2 separate regions of the Triticum aestivum genome follow, and region 2 is linked to region 1. Evidence: chromatin contacts called from public HiCAR-type data. All regions are on one chromosome and are shown on one strand. Each heading gives the region's core, a stretch centred on a gene start, on an enhancer-like site or on the middle of the called end of the contact. The rest is flanking DNA. Distances are from core to core; before and after follow the strand shown. Region 1 holds the start of LOC123071743 (fructokinase-1). Region 2 holds the start of LOC123071744 (RAN GTPase-activating protein 2).

Region 1 (5,300 bases), core at 2,280-4,779:
CGGCATCGTCATCAGGCCAGTCCTCGATGCCGCCTCCACCTCCAGAGCCGCCTGCCTCGCCGTCTCCGCCTGTCGTGTTGTCCTCGAGGGCGGCTGCCCCCAAGTCAGGGTCGTCCGTATCACTCTCTTCCCAGTCGAGGAGGAACTGATGCCCTGGCCCTGCGGTGCCGACTGCCGGCTGGAGAAGAGCGCCCTGTTGCGTGGCCGATTGGTCAAGACGGTCAAAAAGGAGCTCGACAACTAAAAGAAAACAAGACATGGAGACTTACCATTGGCGGTGGATCCGCACATGGATACGGCTCCTTGCCGAATCGCCATTCCTCCTCCGGGAGCTTGCAATTCAAAATGTAGTTCACCAAGTGAGCTACCTCCGAGTGCGGCATCTCCTTGGTGCACATCTGGCTTGGGTCGCGCTGCCTACTCATCTGGCATATCATGTGAGGCCGACCTTGGAGCGGAAGCACTCGACGCACCATGAAGGCAATCAGCAAGTCGGGCCGGTGAGGCCTTTCGACTACACCATCACCTTGAGCCGCGAGACGCGGCGGCACCAGCAACTGACAGCGTGTTGGGTCGGTACCTCCAATTGGACCGCCTTTCAGTCGGCGGGCCGGCTACATAAGCCGGCAGGTTGACCCAGTCGCCCTCCGGATGGACGCTCTTCACGTAGAAGTATGACAACTGCCACAACTTCACCGATTGTATCAGTGTGATGGAGGGGAACGGATTCTCGATAGCCGGACTCCGCACCGCAACAAAGGCACCGCACTGTGCCGGCACTCCCTTGGTGACGGTGCCAAGTGTCAAGTGGAAGAACTCTCCCCAGAGCTCGATGGTGGGGAGGACGCCGAGAAAGCCCTCGCAAAGGGTGACGGAGGCGGATAACAGCACCACCGTGTTCGGTGTGAGGTGGTGCGGCTGCAGTCTGTAGAAATCAAGGAAGGCGCGGAGGAAGCTGTTCACCGGTAGGCCGAAGCCATGCAGGAAGTGTGACCTGAAGACGACGCGTTCGCTCTCCTCCGGCGCCGGTGAGATCTCCTTCTCCGGCGCCAGGTGAACCCTCACGAAGTCCTTGCCGGGTAGCCGCCGCGTCCACCGGAGGAACTCGACGTCGTCCTCATGGACATTGGAGCCGTCCCACGCTCCAGCACGCGCCATGGGGTCGAAGAGCTCGACGGAAGATTCGCACGGCGAGGGACGCACGGCCTTGCGGCGTCGAGGTGCGGCGCGACAAGAAGGATGGGAGCTTGGTGCGGCGGCGGGCGACCGCAGCGACAGCAAGAAGAAGAGAAAGAAGAATGGCTAACGAGGAGGAGGGCGCGCCTGCGTCTGCCGCTACCCCTCCTCCCCCTACTTATAGCCTTGGAACGGCTAAGCCGAGGAGGCGGGGCATGGGGGACGTGGGATTAACTGCACCCACTCCCCCACAAACCCGCGTTTATCGCGCCAATAAAGGTGTGTATTGAACCGCCCCACAATATAAATCGACCGCCTCGGCCACAGCGGATCCGCGCGTGGGCCGAGGCACTGTAGTGGCGGGCCCCAGCCTGCGGCAACGTCCCGTCACGCGCGTGGGCTGGCAGACGGGCCCAGGCGGCTGACACCGCGTGGCACACGGACAGCGGGCGGCCGACCCGACGCCTGACGCGCGCGCCACCTGGTTCCCGCCTTCAGGCTTCAAATTCAACCAGACGGCACGTCTGGTTGAGGCTGGATCCGAGCCGACTGTTCTACAGAGTAGGAAGCTGCTTGGGCTTCTCATCCTCCGTTCAATCGCGAAGCCCCACCAGCTTCGGGGACTACTGTCGGAGTAAATGACCACGGGTAGCCTAACCGGCTCCTCGTGGCTCTTCAAAAACATCGGGTCGCGCCCCTCAAGCATCCAAGACGAAGGGCCGCCTTCCCGTGGCCGGCTGGGTCATGGCCGACTGCAGGAAGGCGGCAGATATCAATATACAAGCCCAGAGTGGGCCGACTCCTAGTAGGCGGCCACCAGAGTGGCCGACCTCTAGCAGGCAGCCACCAGAGTGGCCGACCTCTAGCAGGCGGCCCACCCCATGTGCCCTCAAAGTTCGCACCCACATAGCGGCGATAAGATGGGGCGTGGCTACAGTGAAGCATGCCACCCCGACTCCCGGAGCGGGCGTGGCCACAGTGCGTCATACCGGTCGGCCATCCCCCGCCCGGCGCGACACTGTTGCCACGTTGATCGTGATATCACCCACAATAGACTGTCAGTACGACCTGCAGGCGGCGGGCCCCTCTTGCCAGTGAGCCCCCACAAGGCGGCCAGGCCAGTCCAGTCAGCCCGAGGGGAGGCCGGCTCCCAGAAGCCGGCCAACCCTCGCCCTAGAAGTTCGTGCACCATAAGCAGATGAGACGGGGTAAGGCTACAGTGAACGCCCGCCAGACGGCAGCACTGTAGCCATGCTTGCCCCGACAAAGCCATCATCATCAAGGGCGAGGCTACAGTAATGAGCCACCGACAAGACCCCCAAGCGGTGGGCCCAGCCTGTCGACCAAGAGGCCGGCAGCCGGCGGGACCCACCACTCGGTGGGCCCCAGCGGCCGGCGGAGAAGTCGGCACCCACAAACACTGACGGCCTGGACCCGCATCCAGCCAGATTACCATTGTACCCCTGGGGGGTAGGCCTATATAAACCCCCCAGGGCACCCATGCAAAGGGTTGATCTCTTAGAGAAACACACACACCACATAGAGAGAAGAGGAGAGCTAGCCTTGCCCTTCTTCTTCCTTTAGCAAACAGCTCAAGGAGCCTCTTGTAGCTACTTACTGATTTAGTGATCACACGGAGATCCCGCAGAGCAGGACTAGGGGGTGTTATCTCCTAGGAGAGCCCCAAACCTGGGTAAGATTCGCCGGCGTGCATGTCTTCGCCTTATCCTGTTCCAGACACCGGCGATGTCTTACTGGCTCCCACTATGATTAGCCATCCTTGGGCATATGTTGCACCTACCACCCGACACGCGCCGAGAACCGATCGTGGCTCGGAGAAGGTTGGACAAAAATGTACGTAAAACCGAAGAAGAAATCTTGCATTATTTTTATTAAGTAGCAGTATCAGGAGACACAACATCTTCTCCTTTATTTATTATGGCTTTTACTCAGCCTCTCTTATCCATAACAAGAAGTTCCAACTCTATTTAAGGATGAGGCTGTTCTTACCGCAAAAGAAGGCTGGGACTGTTCTCACACCCCTTCTCCCTTATCCGTAAAAAACCCTATTTTTAGTGCTGGCCATTAGCCTAAAACATTTGTCTTGGAGAGAAATCCATATCCATCAGATTCAGTTTCCAGGATAAATCTGATCCTATCCAAGTTTTGACTAGGCAAAAGCTAGCTACTACCCTAGTTAACGGGCCAAGATTACACCGCCGTGCTCAATCAACGACCCTCGCCGCCGCAAAAACGCAGCCGCACAAGGCTCCGCATTTTCCCCCGTGATCCCCTCCCATCTCCCGATCTCCGGCCTCCTTCCCTCTATATAAGCGCCCGCCTCGCCACCTCACCAGAAGAAAATCCCCCTTCCATTCCTCCTCCCCTCCTCGTCCCCACCCTCTCTCTCTCTCTCTCCCTCCGTCTGTCCGTCCGCGCGCGCTCTGCGTTCTTGGGGAGGGAGGAAATGGCGGCAAAGCGCGAGCTGGTGGTCAGCTTCGGGGAGATGCTGATAGACTTCGTGCCGACGGTGGCGGGGGTGTCGCTGGCGGAGGCGCCGGCCTTCGTCAAGGCGCCCGGGGGCGCCCCGGCCAACGTCGCCATCGCCGTCGCGCGCCTCGGCGGCGGGGCCGCCTTCGTCGGCAAGCTCGGCGACGACGAGTTCGGCCGCATGCTCGCCAAAATCCTCCGCGACAACGGCGTCGACGCCGGCGGCGTCGTCTTCGACTCGGGCGCGCGCACCGCGCTCGCCTTCGTCACGCTCCGCGCCGACGGGGAGCGCGAGTTCATGTTCTACCGCAACCCCAGCGCCGACATGCTCCTCACCGCCGACGAGCTCAAGGTCGACGTCATCAAGAGGGTACGCCCCCGCTCCGCCCCCGAATCACCATCGTATCACCTACTACTAGATTCTCTCTCTTCCGTGCGATCTCGTCATACCGTTTCTTGCCCGTCCTGCAACCGCGCGTGATCTGGGGGAACCAGCTCGATCCCGTCGACCGTAGTAGAATGAATCTTCGCCCGGTTTCTTGGATCTGGACGCCAGCGCTAGGTTTCTTGTGCCGATGCGGTGCGCATTAGGTGGCGGCGGCTGGAGTTTTCCCTTGTCCTGTTCCTGCACCTAATAAAGGTGTCCTTTTCGTTTCGTGTAATTCGGGTGCGCCCGGGTGCTGAATCTTCCGTGGAATCCAGACATTCCTTGGCAAATAAGGCGCCTTTGGTGCTCGTCTTGGTCGGATCTTGTTGCGCCTTCTGGCTGGTACTTGTTCTTTTGCTGGATCTAATCATGTGATGCACCCTCACTGACGTGCATCAACTTGGGGGGAGACAAAATAGCTAATCTTAGGAGTGCCGTTGTGGAACAAATCATTTTTGTGGTTCTTGGATCCATCGGCCGGCCTGAGCTGGCCGGCCAAGTATGATACTTTAAGAACCCCTCTGATGCACAATAATTTAGAGTGTCTGCTTGTGACAGATAGATCAGTTCTTGTCTTGGTTAGTACTTGCTCCTTATGAAAAACATTTAGAGCAAAACTTATGGAAGACATTTGCATGTTATTAGGTGTTTTGTACTGTCAGACTGACGTAATTTTAGAATTGTGCATGTCAGGTGAACTTAGGTTCCTTTCTATGTACGTATAATTTTGTGATCCAGAACTGTCTGGTGGCGCTAGATGTGTCAACTGTTCTATTGTTAAATTTGTGCCCTGCGTGCAGAATTTATAAGTGTTCCAACTCTTAACATGTCAATTTGCTTTGCAGATTCTGTACTGAACTGTTAGTTTGTTGTTTTGTTGTGAAATTTTCTGTGCTGCAATGTTTTATAAATTTGAGGGAAAATGTCTCACAACTTGTGATGCACCCAGGCTGCAGTCTTCCACTATGGATCAATAAGCTTGATCGCCGAGCCTTGCCGGACAGCGCATCTGCACGCCATGAAGGTTGCCAAAGAGGCCGGCGCGCTTCTCTCGTATGACCCGAACCTGAGGGAGGCATTGTGGCCCTCCCTTGAGGAGGCTCGCACCAAGATCTTGAGCATCTGGGACCAGGCAGACATTGTCAAGGTCAGCGAGGTCGAGCTTGAGTTTTTGACTGGCATCAACTCGGTGGAGGATGATGTTGCC
Region 2 (4,695 bases), core at 134-2,633, 110 kb after region 1:
AAACACCAAGTAGTAAAACATAGTTAAGTCTACAGTTGACAAACAACATCGTCAATTGGTAAAGACAAGCATTTCGCTGAAAGTGATCGTTTTACATAGGAAATCAATGACACAACTGGCAGTTACTCCCTCCGTCCGAAAATACTTGTCATCAAAATGGATAAAGAGGGATGTATCTAGAACTAATATACATCTAGATACATCCCCTTTGATTCATTTTGATGACAAGTATTTCTGGACGGAGGGAGTACAACATAACAGGACTTCAACCAAACACAAGAAAAAAATTAATGTGTAATGTTACTACGGCTGTGTTTGGTTCAGCTGTGTGTCAGCAGGAAAGTAGCTGTGGGCTGTGTGCTATGAGAAAGAAGTAAAGTCATTTTATAACTAGCTGTCTGAACTGTGGAGCATAAATGTCCTGAATAGCACTGAAGCCTTGAGAGATTCTTTACATGCTGTTTGACAATAAGGATCCAATTACATGCTGCTTTAGCTAAAAATGATGAAACGATCATGTAGATAATTAACACACTGCCAGGTAGATTTGGTCCATGGAATTTTCGAGTCGATTGGCATGATGAAAACGAAAGCAGATTACCAGGGTTTAGATAACTGAGCAGACTAATGAAAATAACTAGTACTGTACTAATATGCACCTAAATTGACACCTAACTAATTAAGAATCCAGCAACATTGGCCACTTAGGTTAGAACTAAGAGCAAGCAAGTAGTACTCTCTGTACTCAGAAATCAAACCAGCCGTACATGTACATACGCGGGACAGGACCGTACTACTTGTCTTCCGCTAGGTTGCAGAAGAAGAACAAAACAGATTGGTAGCTTGGTTCCGACAACTGCATTACGTAGTAGCTAGGACGCAAAACAGCACATACGCAGGCACGCCGTACACGCATCACAGCGCCCAACGCCCGTGCCATCAGGAAGAACAACGGAACTGCGCGGCGGGACAAGCAGATTCACAGATATCTATTTCGAAATCACGAGGTAGCAGATCTGAGATGCGATGCGAGGGGCACATCGATCTTGTCGCGGGTCTAGGGGGGATTCGCGGGGCGAACAGGGCATGGAGACCCGTGCTCGCGTTTCCTCACCTTGGATCCAGACGGCGGCGAGCGTGTACTCGGGGAGGGGGGACGGCCGCGGCGGCGTCGGCTTCGGGCTCGGGGCTAGAGGCGGCCGCTTCCACCCGAGGCCAGCGACGTCGACCGGGGGCGGAGGCGGCGCGGCGAGGCGCGGCGGGGAGGGTGGAGACGGCTCGCCGGGAGATCGCCTTGGGTGGGGGCGGTGTCAGGGGGTAGCGACTGGGAGAGGAAGATGCGGCGGCCGGCGGAGCGTGGGGTTTGTGTAGTGCGGGGGGTGGGGGCGTAGGGTTTCTGGACACGGTTGCGGGCTGCGGGGTGGCTCCGTGGCCGTCCGATCCGGGGGTTCGAGGAGCGGGGGGCGACGCTCGGCCGGACGATCGACAGGAGTTTGGGGAGCGTGGGGTAAAAAAAAGAAAGGCGAGAGCGCCCGGGGCGATCTGGATTTCGAAATTCAAATCTGCGCGGACTCTGCCTGCCTGCGGCGGTGTTGCCAGGGCGGCGGATCTATCATTGTCTATCGCGTAGGCACGTGGCGCGATGATTTCTTTCATTCACTCAGTGCTTTGTTTGGCAAAATTTCCCCCTGGTCTCATTACCACGACGGCAAAAAGTGACGATCGGGTTTTCCCATGTAAGCACAGGCGTCAAAACACATACGCCATCCGTCCGGAATTAGTTGTCACTCAAACGGACGTATCTAACACATGTCCAGACAGAGGGAGTATACATAAGACGTTTTGGCAGTTCATCCCTGAGAGTGTAACATCCAGAGAAGGTCGGGTTTGGCCAGTTTACCCCTGCTCAAAAGACGATTGTCAGCCAATAGCCAGAGGAGAAAACCTGTAATATGGGAGGAATTTCCATTCTCCAGCTGAACTGAGTGTACGGGCATAATTCCCCCTACAATTGACAAGGGAGTACAAATGACTGAACAAAGAGGGGTGCAACATCCATTTCTGAGATTTCTTGATTCTACCTAGCAAAAAAAAAGAAAAAAAACTGCTCATCATAGGCATGCTAAAGCTTCCATGGGAGGTGAGTCGGACGACATTACCATCCCAAACATCGGACACGGAATGGTGTTGCTCATTGCAAGGGCTCAAAGAATTTCACCCAGTGTTAATAAGTTCTTAACTCCCTAGTTCTGAAGAAATGACGCGTTTAGTCTGTATAAATTATGTCCAGTACAATGCTGACAGTGTCTTTATGCATGTTAGATAGATGGTCTAACAGATCTACTCTCCAAAAGAAACAAACAAAAAAGTAGTAGCGAGTGACCCGGCCAATAAAATCTTCAGCCGCGAGGTGCTCCGCCTGCAGTGCCTTCGCAACTCTGCCGAAATATAGCACGGTGCTTCGTCTGCAGTGCCTTTGCAACTCTGCCGAAATATAGCACGGTGCTCCGAGCAGGGCCCTGAAACAGCTAAATGGACAAGGTTCTGTAGACAGCAAACGCCATGAGCGCCGGTATGAAGTAGAAGAGCACCGGAGAATGGAGCAGAGGGTCCATGGCATAGGCCTTCATAAGAGCTCTGCACAGCTGCAAGATTGTGAAGGCGTCATCAGTATCTTCAGAGTAGGCATAAAACCGCATCACAGAAGATTTGCATGATTTTAAAAGGAAATAATAATACCTTCCAGTGTTTCCACAGAACCACCAAACAGAAAGCGATGAAGATTTTCCTTATCCAGCGACCGCTCCACAAGCTATCATGCCCTACCTCTCTCCTGCTCTTTTGGTGGGGATCATCTTTCTTCTTTCCTGACTGTGAGAGGTAGTGTTCTCGGAATGCAGTCCTCTCGGCAGCCATCGCGGCAAGAATCACAATCGTAGGCAATACCACAAAACAGAGGTGAGGTAGAACGATGACCATGACGTCTGGAGTGCCGGCATGGAAAGTTTTCATACCATTTTTAAGAGCCCAACCTCTGAATGTCATGGATGCGAGGCTACTATCCTCGGTTACAGGGTGACCAGAAAACCAAGGGAAGACCAACAGATAGATTATATACACCAACAGCAAAGACCACACAAGAATCATCCTGGACAGCTCAACAAAAAGCCAGATAAAACCACCAAGTAGATACTTCAGTGATGTATACTGACTACCGCCTGCACGCAGATATGTGTACACAGATTGTTGATCCTTAAGTAGCACTACTGAAGCTCGTGGCACAAGAAGCAGTGTGAAAATCAGAGCAAGAACACACTGCAGTGCGGGGTGATATACCGACGCCCACTGGATGCCCATCACGAAAAACTCCTTCCATGTCCAGTTAACTTCTGCAAACAACCCATTCACAGAGAATGGCCTCAACTGGCTGACACTAATGTCACCTGTTATATCCATCGCTTCGATTTGCAGCCAGTACCGATCTGGAGAAGGATCTGCAAATGCTCTCCAGTTCCACGGAATCAAATACATATCTCCTCTAGAATCATTGGCACTCACTCTTTTCATTTCGCTGTCGAATACCACTTCAAGGTTTCCTGGTCTTGAGTCATATATCTTTGCTAAGACAGTTACTATCTCATGTCGAGAGAATACAAGCGCCCTCACCGTATCAAAAGTTGAAGCTCCCATGGTGTGACATTTGAAATCACGAGGAGCAGATGTTCTCTGCATAAATCTCGAGTCCAGAGGGAAGGTAGGTAGTATAATTACACTTTTTGAGCCTAACCTGAAATCTATGTCAGTAAAGGAGACAAATCCATCATCAATTGCTAATATCCTCATACTTCTACTCCTTTTCCAATCGCCAATCTCCCACTCCCAGAACTCCTCAAAAGGTGCTGCTGCTTCAGAACAGTTCTCTTCAGCACTCGGCATTGCATAGCCTTGGTGCATGTTAGATTGGTAGTAGTGTTCATACAGTGATGGTTCCTGAGTTGCTCGATGATAGTAACGCTTCAAATTCTTGCCAAACCTTGTGTGAAGATGTCCACACAAGTATGCTGCTAATGAGTGCTTCAGAAAGACATCCTTGATACTTTTTCCTGATTCTGTTAATGCCGAGAAAGACATCGGGAAGTGCCCAACTGTAATTTTTGTAACTGGAGCCTTGTTGAAGTCAGTGTCCCACTGCGACAGTGATTGGTCCAGTTCTATAAGCTGCTTGTCAGTTGGATGCCCAAATAAATTCGTTGGGCCCCTAAGTCCGATCTCCATTGTGCTATCGAAGCCAACAAACAGATGTTTCCGACCATTGTTCTGCAGATCCATCCACAATCTACCATATGTTATGCCAAGCATATTCAAAAAATGCAACCAAAACTAATCATTCGCACTACAATTTAACTAGAAGGCGCTAAAGAAATAATAAGCAATAGGATGTATATAAGAAGCACTGACCTCCAAAGTGATGCTTTGCACGCGCCCCTGTCGTCTTAGGTTAGCATTGATGCTATATTTCTCGTAGAAGTCATAGTCCCCACCAGACACAGGTACACCAAAGCTATCATGGTTTCCTCTCAGATCATAGAATTTTTTCCTTGGAAGCTTGCTACTCTCAATGACATCCTTCATCGTACTACTATATTCCATCCACTCCACCTCATTTTGCTTCATTGTAAGCAGATCTTTGCTTTT

The links. HiCAR-type assays count read pairs that join an accessible place to other places.
Region 2: a contact with region 1 is called in a HiCAR-type map of leaf, with 6 times the contacts expected there. The contact joins the promoter of LOC123071744 here to the promoter of LOC123071743 in region 1. A contact is called at or near these places in 2 of 5 Hi-C or Micro-C datasets (both in leaf) and 1 of 1 datasets of contacts at active chromatin or transcription factors (leaf).

Annotation. Positions count from the first base shown.
Region 1 is chr3B:686,876,152-686,881,451 of IWGSC CS RefSeq v2.1, forward strand. It overlaps LOC123071743 (fructokinase-1), which reads left to right and starts at 3,530. Exons shown (of 4, transcript XM_044495329.1): 1 at 3,530-4,036; 2 at 5,043-5,300. The coding sequence starts at 3,644.
Region 2 is chr3B:686,984,030-686,988,724 of IWGSC CS RefSeq v2.1, forward strand. LOC123071744 (RAN GTPase-activating protein 2) reads right to left here and starts at 1,384. Exons shown (of 2, transcript XM_044495330.1): 1 at 1,115-1,384. LOC123071746 (putative metallophosphoesterase At3g03305) reads right to left here. Exons shown (of 4, transcript XM_044495332.1): 2 at 4,459-4,695; 3 at 2,740-4,317; 4 at 2,180-2,645. The coding sequence ends at 2,529.